2 separate regions of the Sus scrofa genome follow, and region 2 is linked to region 1. Evidence: chromatin contacts called from public promoter capture Hi-C data. All regions are on one chromosome and are shown on one strand. Each heading gives the region's core, a stretch centred on a gene start, on an enhancer-like site or on the middle of the called end of the contact. The rest is flanking DNA. Distances are from core to core; before and after follow the strand shown.

Region 1 (7,013 bases), core at 1,160-3,659:
GTCGGTTGCAGATGTGGTTTGGATCTGGCATGGCTGTGGCATAGCAGGCTGGCAGCTGCAGCTCTGATTAGCCCCCTAGCCTGGGAATGTCCATGTGCCGTGGATGTGGCCCTAAAAAGCAAAAAAAAAAAAAAAAGCATCCGGTGTTGGCACTGCTGTGGCTCTGGTTACAGCTGTGGTGTGGGTTTAGCCCCTGGCCTGGAAACTTCTGCATGCTGCAGGTGTGGCCAAAAAAAAAAAAAAAAAAAAGAAAGAAAAACAGACAAACCAACTCAGATGCCCAGGATGTCCAGGGTGATTCAATGGCCTAGCCTTGGGAGACGAATTTCAGACCATACAGAAGGCAGCCTCCTGATAGGCACTGAGAGTTTCTACTGCCGGGTTCCCTGCTTCTCCTTGTCCTCCTCCCTAGACTTTGCCAGGAAGGGTGTAGTAAGTAGAATAACGACCCCCAAAGATGTCTGCATCCTAATCCCCGGAGCCTGTAAATATGCTGCCTTACGGGCAAAAGGGAGTTAAGGGCATAGATGGCATTAAGGTTGCTAATCAGCGGAGTTTAAGTGGGGAGATGATCCTGGATTATCCTGGTGAATTCACCGTAATCGCACAGGTCCTTGAAAAATGCAAGAGGGAAGCAGAAGCAAGTCAGAGGGAAAAGCCACTAGGGAAGACTGGTCTGAGTTATGCGACACTGCTGGCTTTGAAGATGGAGGAAGAGGGCCGAGAGTCGAAGAAGGGGGGTGGTCTCTGGAAGCTGGTGCTGACACCGTGATTTTAGCTCAGTGAGACTCAGCTCAGACTTCTAACCTACAGAACTTTAGGAAAATGAATTTTGTTTGTTCTTTAAGCTGCTAAATTTATGATAATTTGTTATAGCAACAATAGGAAACTCAAACACAGGGTCACCCACATGCTTCATTGCCTGAATCAGTTACATCTGCCTAATGACTTTCCAGACCACAGATGGGAACCAAACAACCTTGAGCTCAGCCTGGGCTCTGACCCTCAAAGGCCGTGTTGGCCTTGAGCCAGTCCTGGCTTCTTATCTGTGCTCTGGGGCAGTGCTGCCTCGCCAGGAACACATATTGAGTTAAGAAAGGGAGAGCAAATGGTTGTAGAGGGCTTATCTTGGCAAGGGCTGGTACCTCGTACCCTGTGGGTGGTTGCTGTCCTGGATGCAGTTGGCAAGGCCCTTCTTACACGGCTGAGTTACTGGAGAAGCAACAAGTGGCTTCCTGTCCCCTGGTTTATGATGGTCCCTCTCTACCCTCCCTCCCAGGGCTGATCACTGTCTACCTCCCGGTCTACAGGTCTGCTGCTGATCCTTTCTTGGGAACCATGGTGACGTCAGCTGCATCCACAGGGGGCTGTTCTGTGATCCTCCCTGCAGTCCTGTCCAGGGTTCCTGCTACACAGCACCAGAGAGGCCAGGTACACAGAAGCAGGTCTGCAACCAGCTAGACCTGAACTATGTCTTCCTCCTAATTTTTTTTTTTTAATTGTCTTTATAAGGCTGCACCAGAGGCATATGGAGGTTCCTGGGTTAGGGGTCGAATCGGAGCTGTAGCTGCCGGCCTACACACAGCAACGCTGGATCCTTAACCCACTGAGCAAGGCCAGGGATGGAACCTGCGTTCTCATGGATACTAGTTAGATTCGTTTCCGCTGAGCCACATCAGGAAATCCTTCCTCCTAATTTACAGCCCAAGAAGCAAGTCACAAGGGTAAGAGTGAGCAGAGCTGGTACTAAAACCTTCTCTGGAACCCTGGCTCCTTGTCCCAGGTTTTAAAAATATGCACTATTATATTTATCCAATAATAAAATGGTATAGAAAGACAATGTATTTTAAAAATCTACCTTTACAGTCCTTGTAAGAAATTAGGAAAAATATGAAGAAAAAAATCATCCCAATTCTTCCACCCAAGAACGCTCTTGGAGCTCTAGTTTTTTGCCTTCAAATTCCAAGATTTCCAGCTTTGCCTCCTCAGCTGCTCTAGCTTTGGTTCCAGCCGCGGCCCCGCGCGGCCCCGCGCATCTCTGCCCCTGGGGCTAAGAGGCAGCCGCTCAGCGGCCTGGGGAAAGTTGCCCAACCGGACATACCTGTTCGTGCCACTCGTCACCTTCCCAGGGCCGCTTGGGACCCGCGGCTCTCAGGAACTGGGGACAGGGTGGGGCCGCTTGACCCCTGGGGAGCTGCGCTCGGCTCTGTACCGAGGGGCGGAGGGGGGCCGGGGTCGCGCGCGGGAGGCGCCTCGGCCCAGGAAGTTGGCGGTGGCTGGGCCAATCCCGAAAGAGCGCACGGCTGCCGGCGACCCTCCGAGAGCAGGGCTTGCGTGCGGCTCGACCCACGCAGGCCCAGGCGGGGCGCGCACGTGTGTATAGGAGTGTGCGGGCCCCTCCGGCGGCCGGGACTACAAGTTCCAGGGTGCCCAGCGGCGCGCCCGGGTTTTCTGGCCGCGCGGCTCGCTGGCTCCCGAGCAGGTCGCCGCGGGCTGGCACGAGCCACCCGGTCCCCGTGTAAATAAGGGAGAGACTCTCCTAGCACCGTAAATAGAGTCCAAGTGGGCGGGGAGCCGCCCTGCGCCGCCCGCTCATGTCTCTGCAGAGCCGAGTGTCCGGCCGCCTGGCACAGCTGCGCGCGGCGGGGCAGCTGCTCGGCGCCCCGCGCCCCTGGCCCGGCCCCTCAGCGGGTGCCACGCGGACCCGCAGCAGTGCGTGCGGTCCCCCGGCGTCCCTGGGCGCGTACGACTCCGGCGCGCGGACCCCAGCGGGAGTTGGGGCTGGGGGGGCGGCAGCAGTGGGGCGGAGAGCCGGGGTGCGCACCTGGGCCCCCCTGGCCATGGCGGCGAAGGTGGACCTGAGCACCTCCACCGACTGGAAGGAGGCAAAATGTAAGTGTAAGCAGGAGGGGGGCGAGGGCCGAGGGCAGCCCTACTTGGGCCTTCACCGGCTGGACGGCACCCCACCAGCAGCCTCGTCCACCCCAGAGACCTGGGGAAGTTAAGACCCCCTGTCCCCTGGTAGGGACACCCCCCCTTCACAGCCACGCCCCCCATGTGCCCAGTGCCTTGAACCACCTAGCACCAGACCAGGTCTAGGTCCCCAGTCGAGGGGTGTGTGAGGAGGGTGGCCTCCCCTCGCTGGGATGGGTCACACGGCACCTGCGGAGATCATCGAGGGCCTGCTGCCTACTCTGTTGTGCAGAAGGGAAACTGAGGCTCAGTGCCTGAACCCAGGAGCCCAAGGTCACTCGGAGTTTGCTTCAGATCTGAAAGAAGGCTCTGAACTCCCCAGGCTTTGCAAAGTACGGTTTCTCAAGTGATGGCATTTTAGGCAGAGTGGCAGGGAATGGGCAGAGGGAACAGCTCTGGGGCTGGTGTCCCACCTGGTGGGATCAGATGGCCAAGAGGAGGGGCCTCTCTGTGCAGGCGGGATCCCCCCCATCGCTACCCTGGGAGCCTGCCTCTCTGGGCACGTGGTCTGGTGCCCTTTTGCCCTTATCGCTGGCCTCTGGCCACTTGTGAGCAGTTTCTGTCTCATTCCTGGGGAGCACAGGGCAGAGGAGCTGGAGGGCATGGCAGAGATAGTGCATTTTGTCTGAGAACAGTGACACCCCCTCCCGCCCACCCCCAGGAATCAAGCCATTTCCTCCTGCTCAGGGGCAGGGCATGAGTCCTGGTGGGCATGAGGCCCAGGGCTGGACTCTGGGCCTGGACCGAACAGGGAAGGCAAAGCAACCTGACCTGCGGAGCCGCAAATAGCCCCAGCTGCCCCTGCCCTTCAGGGCCTGCTCCCTGGGCTCTTGTGACCATTCCCGGCTGGATCCCCTTTCAAAAGGGCAGGGACGGCAGCTCATTGGCTGGGCCCATGTGGTGGAGTGGGTTTCAGCCAATGGGGCTGGGAAGGCAGGCCTGGGGCGGGGTGTGGTTGGGGGCCAGCAGACGGCGTCCTCTCGGGATTGGAGGTGGAGTTCAAGATGACTTGCCCCTGTCAGGAACTGCGGCACCCTCCCGGGGATCTTAAAGCGCCGGCAGGAGGCACTTGACTTTGCTCTTGGAGCGCAAGGAGTGTTTGTCACGCCCCCAGCTCTGGCCCCAGAACACCCTGGTGGGGAGTAGGGGGTTTGCCCCGCAGGGATCCCCACTTTCCCTTCTTTTCAGAGAACGGCAGCTCAGGGTGGTAGGAAAGAGAGCTGGGGCAGCTGGGGACCCAGGCACCGTTCCTTCTAGGACCCAGCTCCCCGCCCCCTCCCAATCGTTGGTGCCGCCCCAAACTTCCAGACCCCATGCAGCTGACAGGCCAGCCATTCCCAGCTGTTGGGCTTGCCATTCATTGAGTCCATTTTTATCAAGTGCTTTCTATGTAACCAGCACTGCCATGGTGCTGGGGAGACAGGCAGGGGCCCTGCCCTCCCAGAGCTTAGGGAGAAGGGACTGCAGAGGATGTGACCAAGGCAACCAGACAATGCCAGGTAGAGGTCAATGCAGTGGAGAAGCCATGGCGGATGGGGCTGGCCGAATCCAGTGTCCAGCCAGGGGGCAGTGTGAGGCGGGTGGGCTTGCCTCAGGAGCGCCGGCAGCCCTTAGATGGTAGCTTGTGGGAGTGAGACACAGAGAGATCTCTGTGTTTTAGTGGCGTCTTGCTGCATAATAACAAATTACTGGACATTTAGCAGCTTAAAACAGTAAACATTTATCTCAGAGTCTCTGAGGTCTAGAACTGGGTCTAGAACTGGGAGCTTAGGTCAGGCTGTGGATTTCTCAGGAGGTCGGTGGAGATTTGGGTGGGGCTGGAGTGAGCCCTTCCCAGATGGCCCGGTCAAGTGAAATGGCTGTTGGGGAGTTCCTGTCGTGGCGCAGTGGTTAACGAATCCGACTAGGAACCATGAGGTTGCGGGTTCGGTCCCTGCCCTTGCTCAGTGGGTTAACGATCCGGCGTTGCCGTGAGCTGTGGTGTAGGTTGCAGACGCGGCTCGGATCCTGCATTGCTGTGCCTCTGGCGTAGGCCAGTGGCTACAGCTCCGATTCGACCCCTAGCCTGGGAACCTCCATATGCCGCGGGAGCGGCCCAAAGAAATAGCAACAACAACAACAAAAGACAAAAAGACAAAAAAAAAAAAAAAAAAAAAGAAATGGCTGATTGGCTGAAGGCCTCGGTTCTTCACCTCAGGGCCTCTCCCCAGGCTGCTTGAGTGTCCTCGCGACATGGCACCTGGCTTCCCCCAAGCACGTGACCCAAGAGAGGGAAGGTGAGGAGACCAGGCCTGAAGCCACAGTGCCTTTTTGTGGCTTTGGTGCCAAGTCCACACTGTCTCTTCTGCTTTATCTTTTGTTTATTTAGAATCAAGTCACAGAGTCCAGTCTACATTCAAGGGGAGGGAAATTAGCTTCCACCTTTGGAAGGGCAGAGAATCAAAGAATTTGGGGCATAATTTAAAAACCCACAAGAGGGGCTGCCTCAGCTGGGCTCTGCCTCTGATTGGGATCTGAGCTTTGAGCTTTGAAGACCCGCACACTTTTTCTTCATTACATTTCGGTTTACATGTTCAGCTGAGTTGTACAGTGAGATTCATCAAGTGCACAGACTTTGAGTGAACAGTGTACTCGTACCTGAGTATCCAGCTGTGCAACCTCTGGGTAGAACATTGCCATTGCCCCAGAGGTTCCTTTGAGCCCTTTTCCAATCAATACCTTACAGCTAATCACTCTTCTACCTGTTCATTTCCTTTCTTCTTGAGCTTCGTATCACCAAGGCATACAGTGTGTCCAGTTCCTTTTACTAAATATCTTGTGTGATTTGTCCACATGATTGGGTGCGACATTTTCTCTTTTTCTTGCTGCGTAATATTCCGTAGTGTGGATACACCACAGTTTGTGTGCCCATTCTCTTGTTGATGGGCAGTTGGCTTCCAGTTCAGGCCTGTTGGGAATACAGCTGCTCTGAATATCCTTGTACATGTCTTTGATGGACATGTGCTCACCTTTCTCTGGCGGATATACCTACATAGGCCTCTAAAGACCCATCCGTGCCTGAGATGATTCTCTCTAGCACATGGTAACCAAACTCACGAGAGCCATGCATAGTTCAGAGGGTTCAGGTGTGGTTCGTGGTGGGGAAATACAATAGCAGTGGGTCTGGAACTCACAAGCACCTGGGCAGGGCCTCCTCTCCCTGAGGAAAGCCGTGTGGAAGCCAAATCATAGCCTTAAGTTTGCTCAGCAGCATGTGTTCTCAATTGAGTGATTTTGGAAGCGGATCCTGCTGGCCTGGGCAGGCTGGGAAGCTTCCCTGCTGGGTACACCTACCTGCCGAGGATCCCTTCCCTGGGCTGTTGCTCGGTATTTCAGTCCATATGCACAAGGCAGGGGGTCTCAGCTCGTGGCCCAGTGAGCCCTCTGGACAGGTGGCCAAATTCTGCCTGGCTTCTGCGTATTCCTTTTTTTTCACCTTCAAGCTGATTGCCCACTTCTCTGGACCCATTCCCCTCTAGGTAAGTAAATAGCATCAGACTGGATCTTCCTGGCTAGTAGACAGTCTTTTTTTTTTTTTTTTCTTTTTAGGGCCACACCCTTGGCATATGGAGGTTCCCAGGCTAGGGGTCGAATTAGGGCTGCAGCTGCCAGCCCACGCCACAGCCACAGCAACACCAGATCAAGCCATGTCTGCGACCTACACCACAGCTCGCAGCAACACCGGATCCTTAACCCACTGAGCAAGGCCAGGGATTGAACCTGCGTCCTCATGGATGGTAGTGGGATTCGTTTTCCGCTGAGCCACGAAGGGAACTCCCAGGAGACATTCAGTCTTTTTAAGAGACCTCTGTAATATCTGATTTCACTGGCCAGGGGTTCATTTCTCTAATTTAATCCTCTCGGTGCTGGGGCACCTCCTTCCCCCCGAGGTTTTGCCTTTTCATCAGAAGACTGCTGTAAGGCAGTTAGGTCCAAGGGGACTTAAGGTCAGGCCCAGGGGTTTCTGGTGGTTTTGTCACCACAGGTGTGTCTTCCAAAGA
Region 2 (7,013 bases), core at 2,680-5,179, 470 kb after region 1:
TGCACTGAGCTTATCACAGTTTAGTAGTGAAGGGGAAGACTCAACTTTTTATTTTTTTTTTTTTTGTCTTTTTGCCTTTTCTAGGGCTGCTCCTGTGGCATGTGGCGATTCCAAGGCTAGGGGTCTAAATCGGAGCTGTAGCCACTGGCCTACACCAGAACCCTCACAACGCGGGATCCGAGCTGCGTCTGTGACCCACACCACAGCTCACGGCAATGCCGGATCCTTGACCCACTGAGCAAGGCCAGGGATCGAACCCGCAATCTCATGGTTCCTAGTCGGATTGGTTAACCACTGTGCCATGACGGGAACCCTGGAAGACTCAACTTATGATGTGATACAAAGAGCATGGGGAGTGTTGCTTCCTCCATCAGCTTAAGCTGGGGAATGGGAAGGACCAGGGCGGGGGAAAGTGGTCACGTGTGTGGGTTGTGGGTGGGATATCAAGCAAACTACTTGCTGGTGCATTGACATTCTTGCCTTTGATTACCATAAACAATTTGCCAAAGAAAAAGTCCAACCTGAATTAGCTTAAAAAAAAAAAAGAATTGTACCTAGGAAAAAGTTTCTTGTAATTGGATGTCTAGAAATTAAAGTGACGTGAGGCATGAGAAGAACTCAAATGTCAGCATAGCTATAGTCTCCTGTGTACAGCGGCTGTGTGATTTACGCGTGCAGATGGATTTCCTCCATGCTGTGGGGGAGGGCAGGCTTGCATCATCCCCTTTAATGTCCCCAGAGGAAAGAGGCTTTTTTTTTTTTTTTTGAATTTTTTTTTTTTTTTGGTCTTTTGTCTTTTTGTTGTTGTTGTTGTTGTTGTTGTTGCTACTTCTTGGGCTGCTCCCGCGGCATATGGAGGTTCCCAGGCTAGGGGTTGAATCGGAGCTGTAGCCACCGGCCTACGCCAGAGCCACAGCAACATGGGATCCGAGCCGCGTCTGCAACCTACACCACAGCTCACGGCAACGCCGGATCGTTAACCCACTGAGCAAGGGCAGGGACCGAACCCGCAACCTCATGGTTCCTAGTCGGATTCGTTAACCACTGCGCCACGATGGGAACTCCGGAAAGAGGCTTTTTGACTCATTGCCTGTTTAAAAAATGTGTGTGTGATACATATGTATATATATATACACACACCTCCATCCCAGAGAAAGATTCTAACTGGTCTGCCTTGGGTCCTATGCTCCTTCCAGGGTGACTTGACTGTTGCCTAAGGGCTGAGGCATGATAATCAGCCAGATGTAGGTCACATGCGTCCTAGTCAGGGCGATGGGTTCCTGTGATCGTCAGCTCCACCACTATGTAGTCACCAGATGAAAGACTACTGGACACAAACCAATGTCCACTGCAGTTATCAGCTCCCCAGACTGGCCATTTAACAACACAGTGGAATGAGAGCCTGGAACACTGCAGGAATGTGCTTTGAAGGGGAAAGAGAGGTAGTTTTGCTTCCCATTTATGCAGAGGAAGCTCTTCAGGGCCTCTCAACAGGGGGTTTATTCTCTTCAGCAGGACTTGGGGTTCAGAGCTAGGCAATTTAGGAGGAAGTGATACTTCCCAAAACCCTGATTTTTCTGCTCAGAGCAAACGGAAAGAGGGTGTATTCACAAAGCCTGCCCAGAGTGGCCTGGATACACGTAAAAAGCCTGTGTTCAGTTGGCGATGGAGCACCTTTCCCCTTGGTTCCGGTTATGAGCTGCTGTTAGATGTCAGAAGCCCTTGTGTTACCATGAAACCCTTCTATGGATTCTGCTCCCTTAAATCGGTTTGCCTACCTTCTCCTCCCCTCTTCCCTCTCCTCGCCCTGGCCTTGCTTCTCGAATCTACCCCACCCGCTCAGAATCCCCACGGGGTCTCACACCTGCGACACAGCACATAGCCTTGGGCCATTTCCTCCCACTTGCTCACCTGTCCTTTCTTAGAGACAGCCCAACAATGGGGTCTCCCGGAGGAGCCATCCTCCTCCTCAAGGCAGAGACTTCATGATTTGGAGAGATTGCAAGTAATTAAAAATGTCTTCCATCCATCACAAGAAGAACAGAGCTCCATGGCTGTGGTTGCAGAAAAGCCTGGAGCCTTTGGAGGCAGATGGCAGATTGATCCCAGCTGTTTTGAATTTGGCTGTCCACCCGGGTCATGGCCATGGACTTGGAGTGGGGCTTAAGGACTGTCCTGCTGGTGACAGTGTCAGGATCGTGTGTAGCTTCTCAGTCCTAGGGCTTTTCTTTTCCTTTTTTCTTTTTTTTATGGCTGCACTGGGGCACATGGAAGTTCCTGGGCCAGGGCTTGGATCGCGGCTGCAGCTGGGGCCTATGCTACAGCCACCGCAACAGACACAATGTCAGGTCCTTAACCCGCTGAGCCACAGTGGGAGCTCCTCTGGGGAACTCCTCTTTTGAGAGCTGCATGAAAGGTAAAAATCACTTCCTTGACATCTTTGCCCCTCAGTGGGCTTTTTGTCTTGTTTTTCCCGGCAGAGCAACAGGGGAGAAAAAAAGTGAAGGCAGTGACATCTGGGCAATACTGGAAGAAGCGAGGCAGAAATCGGTCTTGTTTCCTCAGATCTGAACCTCTCCATCCTGGGTTCGGACTGCCTTCCAGATAGTAATTTGTTCAATATGCACATTTTGTTGGGTGAGTAGAAATGCACATAAAGCTCTGGTATTTATTTATATCGCCTCTGACTCTCCTTGCCAGGAATCTGGTGAGTAATGTGTGATGTTGATGAGCATGGGTCACTCCTGTTAACAACGGCTCAGGTGTCTTGAGTGAGGACTTACCCCAGGCCAGACATCAGCTCCCATGGTAGGGGCCTCCTTTCATCTGCTACTCTCCCTTTGGGGAGTGTATTTTTATATATTATCTCATGTGGCGTTCAATATTATCACCATTCCGTTTTACAGATGAACAGGAGCTCCCATTGTGGCTCAGGCGGCTTAAGAACCGGATACAGTGTCCACGAAGATTTGGGTTCAATCCCTGGCCTTGATCAGTGGGTTAAGGATCCGGCTTTGTCACAAGCTCCAGCATAGGTCACAGATGTGACTTGGATCCAGTGTCGCTGTGGCTGCAGCTCTGACTTGATCCCTAGCCTGGGACCTTCCCTATGCTGCAGGTGTGGCCTTAGAAAGACAAACAGATGAACCAACTGAGGCTCAGAGAGGGAAGGGTGCCCTGGACCCAGCAGCTTGCAAGTGACAGGGCCAGGATTTGGCCCACGGTCCCGATTCCTAGCTGGGTGCTGACAGGAAGTGGCAAGACTATAGAGATGAACAGGAGCTGCTTCTACTCTTGGGGAGTCACAGCCCAGTGCAGAGGAAAGGCCTGCGATGGGTCATTCATTCATTCATGAAATGCTTACTGTGTGCTGGGTTTGTGCCAGGGTTGGGGGATATCTGAAGGCTTAAGACTCGGTACTTTCTGTTTAGGCCCTTGCCTTTAAATAGCTTTAAAATGTAATATACAGAAGTCCCCGGGGATACCTTCAAAGCACCCTCCGCCCCCGCAGATGCCAAAACCGCGGGTAGGACGGAACCCTGCGGTAATCCCCCGCTTATCTGCGATTTCCTCTCCTGGTTTGTTATCCAACAGACCCCAGAAAAAACCTCCACATAACTTGGTTTTAAACCACAGTGTACGCGGCTAGAGTGGAGGAGATATTTGATTACAGTCCAGTGCGATGCGTATACCCTCTCTTGAATGCCGCGCGCGCCGCAGCGCGTGTGTAGAAGAGGCGAGGACGAGGTGGCCCTGAGCAGGGTCCCGGGGGCGCCTCCAGGCATGGAAGGCTGTGGGGAGACGGTCCGGGGGAACAGGAGGCATCCTGGCCTGACTGCCCCAGAAGCCGGAGCAGGCGGTCCCTGTCGCCGGGGCAGGGAGCTCATCGCGGCTGTAATTAGTCACACTGGGAGGAGCCGGGTGACCTCACGCTGGCCTGGACTCTGCGGCCATTTAACCGGTTTCCTTTTGCCGGGGAGGCCGCGCTGCTTCTCAAGTCCGCGAGGTGGGTGGAGGGCTGCATTCACGCATGTAAGGAAGGGTGAGACGCCTGGGGTGGCTCCCCGGGTGCCCGGGACTGTGTGGGGGATGGAGAAGTTGGGTGCGCCGCGAGTAAACAAGTTAGGGAGCAGCTGCGAGCAGCGGCCTCCCGGTACCCGCCCACCCGGACGGAGGGCGGGACGCGCCGGTCGCCCCACTGACTTTCTGGGACGCGGCGCACCTAGACAGGCGACACCGATCGCGCTCTCGACCCCTGCGCCGCCAGCCTCTCCTGCATCAGGTGAACCTCCCTGCCCCCTAAAAACGATTCATCCCTTCACGGCCAAGTGCAAGGGCAGGGAGAGGGCCCAGAAGGACTCAGCAGGGAGTGAGGCGGTTGTTCTCGGAGACCAACCGCGCAGGGTCTCCCTGCCAAAAGCCACAGTTCCCTGGGGTCTTGGAGGCGCTGTGTCCTCTTAATGACATAATGATTCCCTGCTCCCCTTGCCACAGGCATTTCTGCAGCTGATACAGTCAACTCCAGCCTGAAATAGAGGGCTCACATCGCCTGAGAAGATGCGCGCCCTGATTGTAAGTTTGGGGAAGGAGTGGGCGAGGGATGGGGGCCGTGTTTCTGTGGCGACTCATTGTCCCAAAGCCCGAGTCATCACTTCAGAGAGAGGGTCCTTGCGGATATGGGGCCACACCTCTGCTGGCCGCTGGGTATCAGGTGTCAGATGCGGGTCAGTGAGCGAATACTTGGGTGGGCAGGTTTGGAGGCCGGAAACAAGCCCCCAGAAAGGCAGGACCTATAGGAGCAGGGAAGCAGCAAGGGGAGACTTGCTCCACCAAGGTCCTGTGCTGCCTTCCTGAGTCAGATCAGAACCCCTGGACAGGGCCCCAGGGCTGCACCTGCTGCCCTGGCACCTGGGTCTGACCAGGCAGCCTTTTCTGGTCTCAGTGGATGCACCTCATGACTCACCCTGCCAGCAATTTCCAAACTCTCACTTTTCCTATTTCTAACCTGTGCTGGGATTCAGAAATCACAAAGGGGCTTAGCTGGTGCTTCCTTTCAACCTAGCAGGACCCGGATGCAGAGAGGTTCTGAGACTGACTTTTGAAGTAGACTGCCCTGGTAAATTGCCCTGGCATGGTGTTCTTGTGGCACCTGGATCAAGTTTCAAATCCACTCTGTTCTCCACAGGGAGAATGATATGACTGCACACTTAGGTAGTACTTGGACTTCCCGTGTGGCTCACAACATACATACTCACGAAGTACTCAGAACAGTACTTTGCAGGCATAGGTGCTCGGCTGTAATCCATTGGGATTATGATTATGATTTAATTCACGCAAAGGGCTTTCACACAGTGCCTGGCATTAGGGTGTGCCTGGCATTAGGGTGTGCCTGGCATATTTAATGCCTGGGGCAGTCATTTAAAAACATCCCTCTCCTTTGTCTAAAATGTTTGGCAATTATCATGAAATGAAGAGTATTAATGGCCAGGAAAGAAATACAGTAACGTTTCTTCTACTGAGCTTTGTATATAAAATCATGCCAGTGGGAAAAAATTAAAAAATGAAAAATAAAGTAAATGTTATAGAGAAAAGTGGAATGAGGTAGTGAATTAATCATTTTTGATTGCATGAATGCGTTTTTGAAGAAAAAAATGTATCAATTGGTCACAGTAGTGAATGTAGCATTACAGTTTCTGTCTTGAAACTTTCATTTCTAAAAAGCGGTCCTTGGCTTTGACAAAATTGATCATCTTTGCATTTTTTTTTGTTTTTTGCCATTTCTTGGGCTGCTCCCGTGGCATATGGAGGTTCCCAGGCTAGGGGTCAAATCGGACCTGTAGCCACCGGCCTACACCAGAGCCACAGCAACGCGGGATCCGAGTCGCGTCTGCAACCTACACCACAGCTCTCGGCAACGCCGGATTGTTAACCCACTGAGCAAGGCCAGGGATCGAACCCGCAACCTCATGGTTCCTAGTCGGATTCGTTAACCACTGCGCCACGACGGGAACTCCCCGTCTTTGCATATTTATGTTCAACATTCAGTAGAGCTAGATTTGTTGATCCCTCTTTGCTCACAGTTGACTGAAGAACACTTTTTTTTTAAAATTAATTTTAACTTCTCTCGCATGAAGCAACAGATATACAAATAGGAAAAGCCTTAAACATTGGGATACGTTTGTTAGAGATTCATAAAAATCCCGTTTAATCATGAATTCCAGAAATTGCAATACCATGTCTTTAAAAAAATGAATTCTTGTGGCCTTAAACAAATCTCCACATTTGAAACATTTTCACCAAAATGTTTCCACCATAAAATTCATAAGTTTGTATCTTATTCGGCAAAATTGTCCCAAGTTTTTCTTCTTCTGCAAAAAACAGAGAAAATGGCTGAATGGTGGTGAAGGTTGACGTTAGTTTAACTCCTTGCTTTAGAATGAGAGTCTAGTTCTTGGTGAAATTGATCCAGACTTTCAACCACTGTGCTTTTAATTTTGTCCAGTACTGGGAGAGCAAACTGTTTTGTCTTCTGTTTAAAAACAGGAAAATGGGAGTTCCCGTTGTGGCTCAGTGGTTAATGAATCTGACTAGGAACCATGAGGTTTTGGGTTCCATCCCTGACCTCGCTCAGTGGGTTAAGGATCAGGCGTGGCCGGGAGGTGTGGTTTAGGTCGCACATGCAGCTCGGATCCCGCATTGCTGTGGCTGTGGTGTGGGCTGGTGGCTACAGCTCCGATTCAACCCCTAGCCTGGGAATCCCCATGTGCCGAGGGAGCGGCCTAAGAAATGGCAAAAAGACAAAAAATAAAAATAAAAATAATAAAAACAGGAAAATGTAGGACCACAGGGGTTGACACCCCAGGGTGAAAGTTGAACTTGAACCCTTCTGAGCCATTTGGAACTTTCTGTTGGAACAGATGCATGGAGCTGAGTCTGTGTGTGTTGGGGGTTGAGTGTACAACTGAGTGGTCTCTGATTAAGCATCCATGTAGAAGACCAGGATTTTTAAAGAA

The links. Promoter capture Hi-C pulls out the DNA fragments that hold promoters and counts their contacts.
Region 2: a contact with region 1 is called in a promoter capture Hi-C map of liver, with 4 times the contacts expected there. The contact joins the promoter of PLA2G16 here to the promoter of STIP1 in region 1. A contact is called at or near these places in 1 of 5 promoter capture datasets (liver) and 1 of 2 datasets of contacts at active chromatin or transcription factors (alveolar macrophages).

Annotation. Positions count from the first base shown.
Region 1 is chr2:7,936,591-7,943,603 of Sscrofa11.1, forward strand. STIP1 (stress-induced-phosphoprotein 1) reads right to left here and starts at 2,410. Exons shown (of 15, transcript XM_003353794.4): 1 at 2,102-2,410. It overlaps MACROD1 (MACRO domain containing 1), which reads left to right and starts at 2,535. Exons shown (of 11, transcript NM_001204770.1): 1 at 2,535-2,892. The coding sequence starts at 2,595.
Region 2 is chr2:8,409,462-8,416,474 of Sscrofa11.1, forward strand. PLA2G16 (phospholipase A2 group XVI) reads left to right here and starts at 3,930. Exons shown (of 5, transcript NM_001244514.1): 1 at 3,930-4,006; 2 at 4,495-4,572. The coding sequence starts at 4,558.